Regions from separate parts of the Sus scrofa genome. Here region 1 is linked to region 2. Evidence: chromatin contacts called from public HiChIP or PLAC-seq data. All regions are on one chromosome and are shown on one strand. The core of a region is the stretch at or near the end of the contact, and the rest is flanking DNA. Distances in the headings are between cores, read along the strand shown. Region 1 holds the start of ANGPT2 (angiopoietin 2). Region 2 holds the start of AGPAT5 (1-acylglycerol-3-phosphate O-acyltransferase 5).

What was found. HiChIP or PLAC-seq counts read pairs in DNA pulled down with a chosen protein or histone mark.
Region 1: a contact with region 2 is called in an H3K27ac HiChIP or PLAC-seq map of alveolar macrophages. The contact joins the promoter of ANGPT2 here to the promoter of AGPAT5 in region 2. A contact is called at or near these places in 1 of 5 promoter capture datasets (liver), 1 of 47 Hi-C or Micro-C datasets (fetal heart ventricle) and 1 of 2 datasets of contacts at active chromatin or transcription factors (alveolar macrophages).

What each region holds. Positions count from the first base shown.
Region 1 is chr15:37,592,780-37,596,565 of Sscrofa11.1, reverse strand. ANGPT2 (angiopoietin 2) reads left to right here and starts at 2,349. Exons shown (of 9, transcript NM_213808.1): 1 at 2,349-2,963. The coding sequence starts at 2,676. The region is part of intron 12 of MCPH1 (microcephalin); the gene reads right to left.
Region 2 is chr15:37,799,520-37,803,725 of Sscrofa11.1, reverse strand. AGPAT5 (1-acylglycerol-3-phosphate O-acyltransferase 5) reads right to left here and starts at 2,231. Exons shown (of 8, transcript NM_001143701.1): 1 at 2,009-2,231. The coding sequence starts at 2,227.

The sequences.
Region 1 (3,786 bases), core at 1,100-3,599, 210 kb after region 2:
GTAATTCCCACTTAGGTGCCTACAGAGAGCGGCTCACTGTTCCTGCTGACCTTGTGTGGTTGTATAAGGAAGCCTCCACGCTGTCTGCCTGTGGGACCGGCCCCCTGGAACCGTCCTCCCTCTGCGTTCCCAGCCACGTCCTCTCCCCACTTCCCACTTGCCTAGGGGTCTCCCCACACCCTCTATTCGCTTCTTTACGTCTGACACCCTGTCCAGCTCCTGGGAGCCAGCTGGCGGGAAGGGCTTGTGGTACATGCACTTCCTGTGGCTTCTTTTTAAACCACCATATTTGGCTGGAAGGCAGAGGGGTGATTTTTAAAACCACACACGCAATATTAATACCTTATAATATGTGCTTTCAAACGAGGAAGAAACTTAGAAGAAATGTGACTGTCGTGTTCCTGCTTCACATTCACCCAGAGTACAACAGTTGTAACATCTGATGGTGCAAGAGCTAATTCCCATTTAATGGAAGTGCTGATAAAGGAAGTGATAGTCCTAAATAACATGCATTATTCCATATCATTTAAATTCTAAAAGTGCTACAGAGAAAGAGTCATCTCATTCCACAAGTAGGGAAACGCAGACTTAGAGAAGTTAAACATTTGCTTCAGACCTCAGTGAATCAGGGTTCTAACACTGGCCCTGTCTTCCCTCTATGGTCAGTGGTCCAAGTAAGGTGTATTTAATTTGCTCCTGTGGTGGAAAGCATGTACCAGAATTGAGATCTAGCTTTCCTTGAGCCATGGAGCCCTTCGATAGCCAGGGGAAGTCTATGAACCCTTTATCGGAAATGGGCTGTTTTATTCAGACATTAAATAACAGGATCTTGGGGGCAGATTACGTAAAAATGTAGTGCTGAGTGCAGTAACAGCTTGACTTATCATGACAAAAATATGTGATGCCTATTGGTGGCCAGAGATATTGACCAGGGTTGCTTGTGACCTACTCATAGCTAAAAGCAAGGCTATATTTTCAGTTAGACTTTGGTGAAAAAGACATCTTTTTCTGTCAAGGCTCACAGACCCCACGAATTCTGTCTGTGGACCTCAGACAGGTCCCTGCTCTGGGGGTAACCTGGGAGCCAGTCCTTGCATGAGAGGGACCTTTATAAAGGTTTAACTAGGTCTCTTGAAACAGAATTCCCTATACAAATCTCATAGTCATCCAAGAATGAAAACCCTAAAAATCTTCTGAAATCTGGCCTTGCATGATTGGACTGCCCGACACTGGCTTTACGGGTAGATGAGGTCTGTCAGGTCAGTGCTGGACGGGCCTGGAGGCAAATCTCAGGCAACGAGGTGTGAAAAGACCATGCCAGGCTCCATGTTCCCTTGTGCACTCTGGCTGGTGAGTGAGCCAACTGTCAGTCTCTGAAGTGCTAAGTTTTAGCTCCAGGAAGGAAGGAACACAGAGGGTTTACGGAGCCACAGAATTGAAACAGAAGAATCTTGGGAGTTAATGCAACCTCTGAATTTTACAGATGAGGATTTAGAGCTTAATTAAAAAGGAGTGATTTGCCTTCGACCCTAACTGTGGCTGATTTAATTGATCCTGGATAGTATGTTACAAAATGATGGGATTTGAGCAAACCCTGACCTAATAAAGGAGAAGCTTATGTATGCCTCTCTCACCCTCCTCTTATTTAAACTGTGATTTCTCTATGTATTATAATTTAGAGGGCCATTAATCAGTCCAGCATATTTTAAATTTACTTTGAATACTGAAGTGGATATTTTGTTTAAAAGATTAAATGTCAGAGCTCAAAAACTTGATTTTCCTAACCCAATTTAATAAAGTGAGATGTTTCTATCCAATTGTTTTAAGATGAAAATTCTGCATTCTTAAGCTAGTGGTTCAAAAATCAAGTAATACCAAGGAAACTATTTTCCCTATGAAAAAGGCAAAGAGTTTATAAGAGCAAGACTTCTTCCTTTTTGTTGGTAATAACAAAAATAAACCAAAGTCCTGACATATTTGTAGTATTTTTATTCCTAAAGGAAAAAACAGGAACTTTCATTGTACTTTAAAGTTATTGCCCCAGATATTTTACCAGCTCAGCCCTGTGAAATCAGTTTCAGACACAAGAGACCGCCAAGCTCTCTCTAGGAAATACTCAATTAGGGTGGTGCCTCTGAAATACCCAGGGGTCCTGTAACTGATGGGCTTTTCCCAGAGGGCTTCTACAGCCTATAGCCCTGCCTGGACAACACACACCACACTCGGATTTTTCCTGTTGCCTGCCTAGTGACCCCCTACAGGAAGATAACGGACAAGCCGGGAGGGGAGGGCGGGGCAGCCAGCTACACATGTCTGGCTCTCTTATCAACTTATCATATAAGGAAAGAAAGTGATTGATTCGGATCCTGACACCGCAGAATCTGGGGGAAGCAAGACAAAGGCGCATTAAGTCTGATCTGGAAGGCGAATGCAGCCTTCACAAGGGAGTAGGATTATTCTTCCGACTGCAGTCTGACAGTTTACTGGGGACCAGAGAGGAGAAAGCGGCATCAGAAACCAAAGTTGCTGCAGGGAAAGAGGGAAGCGGGAACTTTCATTGATGGACCCTGAGCCATGGCAGCAGAGCCCCGTGCCTGAGAGGGCAGCTTAGCACCCGGGAGCCTCCCGTGCCTTGCACTTTGCTAAACGGAGGTTGATTCCCACAGAGGAAAAGAATGTGGCAGCTTGTTTTCTTCACTCTGAGCTGTGATCTCGTCTTGGCTGCAGCCTATAACAACTTTCGGAAGAGCATGGACAGCACGGGGAAGAGGCAGTATCAGGTTCAGCACGGCCCCTGCAGCTACACGTTCCTGCTGCCTGAGACGGACAACTGCCGCTCCCCTTCCAGCTCCTACGTGTCCAACGCGGTGCAGAGGGACGCGCCGCTCGACTATGACGACTCTGTGCAGAGGCTGCAAGTGCTGGAGAATATCATGGAAAACAATACCCAGTGGCTAATGAAGGTAGGAGATCACCTTTCCTTGGTTCGGCTAAGACGGGCGGGAGAGGGCGGTGATCAGGCAGCAGAGGAGAGAGAGGCTGATACCTATGAATGAATTGCCACTTCTTTCATTCTTCCCTGCTGTGTAAAGCAGTCGTGGGTGGAAAGGGACAAGGATTACTGGGGGAGGACACCAGGATAGATGGAGAAAAGTCTCTAAAGTCAGGAATCATTAGAAACAGAGGAAGCACACTTCTCTGCACAAGTGTGGGCTGTTTTGTTTGTGTAAGTAGTTTATGCTCATAAAACCCATTACCAGGGATGTTATAAACCGGCCGCAGGCACAGGAGGGAAGCTGCAAGCAACAGCAGCGCCGGAGCCAGGAAAAACGTGACAATCATGCTAATTACTGATACATAACGGATGGAGTAAAGTGCTTTACCAATTTCCTGAATTTATTTACTAAAATAGACGGGGACTCTTGGTAAATGAGAGGAAATTAAATAAAGCAGGGCTTACGCTTCTCAGAACCTTGGGGGCTTTATCCCAAGGGTTTGCCATTTGCAAGTGGGGGTGAGTTTCCAGGCGTCTGAGGGGGTTCAGCGCTGCAGCTCCCTTCAAGCACCCTTCAGTTTCTTGATCAGTTTTGAAGGCAACCCCATGTGGGCGGGCGTGCAGGGTGCTTGGCTGCAAGAGGGTCATGTTCCTGGGGCTCAGGTGATTTCACTGTTTCAGACTTTTCAGAAAATTTAACTCAAATGTGATACTGAAAGCTCAGGTTTCCTTTCACAAGCCATCACTTTCACATGTAAGGCTATTTATATGAGACCCAGAATCACCCCGGA
Region 2 (4,206 bases), core at 982-3,481:
AAATTTATTTTATATGACATTTCATTTTTGATTGCTACAATGTATTGTGTTAGCATTTGGGGAAGAGGGGATAACAGCAGAGCTCTTAGTGTAAAATATATTTTAAAGTAAATCGGTTGTTACTAGGCAGGGAGAAGGTGGTGACAAAACAGAAGGTATTAATGAGCAGACATGTTTCATATCACCAGACATTGTGGCCTGCAAAGATCAATGATCAATTTTGTTATATTACAGTAGGAGGGGAAGAGCAACCAAAAAAAAAATTTTTTTTTTTTTAATAAACAAAGGAAAACAAATCCTCATTATTACTGGATACTGGTTCTTCATGTATTTATAAAAGGATGTCTGATGGTTCTCAAGCATAATTCAAAGTTTTATTTAATTCAGGTCCCTTGATGAAGTTTGTTAGGAATCCTAGAACTGAGTGCCCAGTGATCAAGAGATTAAACTTTTTAAAAACCTTGTGCCGAGAGCTCAGATCATAACCTGGAAGTCTATACTGTACTGTAAGGTAGGATATACAATTTCAGAAACACCTATATTTTATAATAGTTATTTTAAGATAAGAAATTTGCTAAACACAAATCTGTCCAATGGTATATGTGTTTTATTGCATGGGACATGTTATATGCTTTCAACTAAAATAAAATGACCCACCAAAAGTAGAATTATTTTTCTAAGAAGTAAATGACTGTGTCATATGTTCTGAATCTGTATCTTAGCCCAGGTCAGCTGTTGTATGATGTGAAATTAAATACTTAGTATGATAAAAACCCACATTTAGACAAAAGGGATGAAGTAAGAACAGAGTGTGCAAATGACTGGTCTGAATTGATTAAAGTTTTAAAGGAGGCTCTTTGTAAAAGTCAATTTACCAGGAAAGCATTATCTGGAAGAGAGGTCTTTCTTTCCTAGGAAACACAGATACTGATTTAAATGGAGGCCCTGCCTTCCCCTAGTTCTCTTCCCCCAAACCTCCAACTGGGGCAAATTCAGAGTTATCCAGGATCTAATTCTGCAAAGCAACTGCAAATTCAAAATAGGAGCTGGAGGACAACAGGGTGAAAGCAGCTGCTGGGGTGCGGCCGGCGGGGTGGGGGTGGGGGTGACAAAAAGACAAAACAATGCCATCCCAGTCACTCGACCCCACCCCCACCAAGAAAAGGGAAAAATAAGTACTAACTGGATATAAGGAATAACCAAGAATCAAGCTCTTTTTTTTTTTTCCAAATTGAGAAATAAAAGGAAAATTCACAACTGACATTTTTGTGTAAAAGACTTCAAATAATTAAAGTTAAAAGGGCCTTCTACTTTTGTTTGTTTTACAAAGTTAGTCTACAAATCCAATCTCTACAGAGAAAGAAACAAACTAATCATACAAAAGATCAGCCACACATTTAAGCCTAGTCAAAGTTTGCAAGAACTTTATCTACCGTAGGGCTTCTACTGTAACAAATGTATTAATTTCCTCGCCCAGCTTTCACTTACACTGGGGAAGAATACAAAACAAAGTTGTACTTCTTGTTCAAATAGTAACATCAGTCTGTTTCAAGAGATGGTCTCCAATTTTTAAAAGCGCACTTTTGAGTTCCAACATAAACGCCTTAGACCAAATGCCAGAAACTGTCAACTACTGCTCGCCCTACTTAAATGTTCATCTGCAGCTACTTCGCTAAGCACCAAGACAGATAGTTAAAAGAGGGGAAGAGCGGACGGCTCATTCCAATTGTAGCCTCAAAACAAAGCTACTGAGACTACCTACTGAGTACCTGCAAGGAAGCATCCGGCCAAACGCGAAAGAACATCAAATTTCCCCCACGGAGGGAGGATGGGTCATAGCACGTGTTCCGGGGGCCGACCTGTCCGACAAGGCGGAACAATCCTACACGAACTGGGAGCGCTGGGTGGTTCCAAGCTGGAAGATACGCCTGAGCCCCCGAAGGAATCAAGACCAAGGGAGGGGGCGGCAGGTGTGGAAGGAGGGCGCATAGGGCAGGCAGTGCCTCACCTGCACCCCAGTGTAGTTCTCGAAGAAGAAGAGCACCATGCTCTGATAGATGCAGTAGAGCCGGTCGTCCACCGCCTGGTAGAAGCGGGAAGGCAGGAAGGCGGAGAGCAGCCGCCAGGCCCCCCAGGCCAGCACATAGGTGGGGGCTGTGCCCAGGAGCACGGCGCCCGGTAGCACGCAGCGCATCGAGTACATGTGGAGCACCAGGGACAGCAGCATCTTCCCAGCTCCGCGTGCGGAATGCTCTGCGGGCTCCTCCCAGCCGGGCAGCCTCGGGTCGCCCCGCTGCCCTCAGCCGGCGGCCAATCACCGGGCCGGGCCCGGCCCAGCCACCGCCCCCTCACCTCCCCAGGCCGCCGGCCGCACCTGAAACACCCAGCCCGCGCCGGATCCGGCCTCCGCCCCCAGCCGCATGGGCCGTGCCGCCGCCAGAGGGTGAACGGGCGGGCGAGTGAGGGTCCCGGCGCGTTGGTAGCGGCCGCGGGACAAGGGGATGTCGCGGCCCTAGGGCACAGGGTTGCTCAGGATCACTTACACCCCATGACCCTCGCCCGTCACCCTCTGCCCCTGCCGGGGGCGGGGCTTCGCGCCAACAAAGTTCCTTCTGATTGGCTGTCCGTTACCATAGTCCCCTGTCGTGGGCGGGGAGGGCTCTGCGGCAAGAACTCGTCTCTGGATTGGTCGATTGTGGCTGACGGTTGAAGCGCAACTGCCGCCCGAAAGCGTGGACTGCCCGGCTCTGGCTACTGCGCATGCCCCGAAAGCAGGGCCTAGCTGCGGAGGCAGGATGGGAGGTGGCAACTGCCCGGCGGAGCAGGGTGAAGGTGGGTGCTGGTTGAGGGGAGTGGGCGGCTCTGCGCCCCCCTCCCCTACCCCGGTCGAATTCTGGGTGCTGGTTGGCCTGAGGGAACGCTCCACCTCCTGCTTCCGTACCTGAGGGTCCCTGGGCCCCGGAATGCGCCCTCAAAGCGACATAGGTGACACGCGGTGCTGCAGACCTTGACTTCCGCGCTAAGAGGTCTCCTGTCAGGCCTGCTGTGGGAAGGCTGACGGGACATGATCCGGGCCCTTTCAGTAGTGACATAAGCGCTGTCCGAGCGCCAGCCTTGGGTCATCAGACCAGGCTTACCTTCTCTTTAAAGGTGTCTTCCTCTCTACCTCACTCCACCCCACACCTCCTTCCAGGCTTCCTCCTCTGCAGCAGGTGCACAGGACTCCCGCTCCATCCCTGCACTCACCCTTAGGGTGCTTCCGAATCAGGCCCCATTCTTCCATCACTCTAAGTTTACGCATAGCTGGGCATCCTTTTTACAAGGTACTCTACACAGTTTTATCAGAACTTACCAAGTTCACTCTTGCTTGACGTCCTCAGGGCCTGGCTCTTTGACTTCTTTTTGATAGTTTATGAGGAACTTTATTTTTTTGTGTAGTCCTTGAAAGTGCTTGTGTGGACATGTGGCATAAAGAACTGACCTACTTTTGTGACCTTAACAAAAATCTAGGGAGTCAGGGCAGTTGTTTTGTTGATGTAAAAACAGATCCACAACAGAAATTGAAGAAACTTTTAAAATCCACTATACTCTAATTAAACAAAACAAACAAAAACAGCAGACCCAGAGGCCTTCTTAATCCTACTGCACTTTGGCTACAGTGAGTATGGTTTAAGTAAAAAAAAAAAAAAAAAAAAAAAAAAAAAATTTTTTGAATGCAAGCCCGTGGTGTAATTTTATGCAGGAAGGCATATATATTAGTGGAACATTCTAATCAGGGCTAGGATGGTGGCTACTTTTTTTGACTATCTGTACATAATTGACATGATGTCATGTGATTGGTAAATGGTGACCTTGAGGAACAAAACCAAGCGAATAGAGATTGCTCAAGGAACAAGTATTTGAACAGATAAATTGCCAACTGGACACATATTGAAAGGTTTTCAACAGGGATTCCTCTCTTTCTGCAGAAAGTAATGAATGCCTGTGCTGTGAGAACTGATTTCATTTGGGAGGGGAAAAGTCCTGGGTGTGGACAGAATGTACAGCCCATGCTGCTCACACTTCCTTTCATTGAGACCAGACATCTCTATGGTTAGAAAAATGTTTGAAGAGAAAGTTGATTGAGTGTTCCGGTTTTGACCTGTACACATGAAGCTGGTGAATGTGTGATATGTGTAATATGTTGCCTTCTGTGAGTTACTGAAG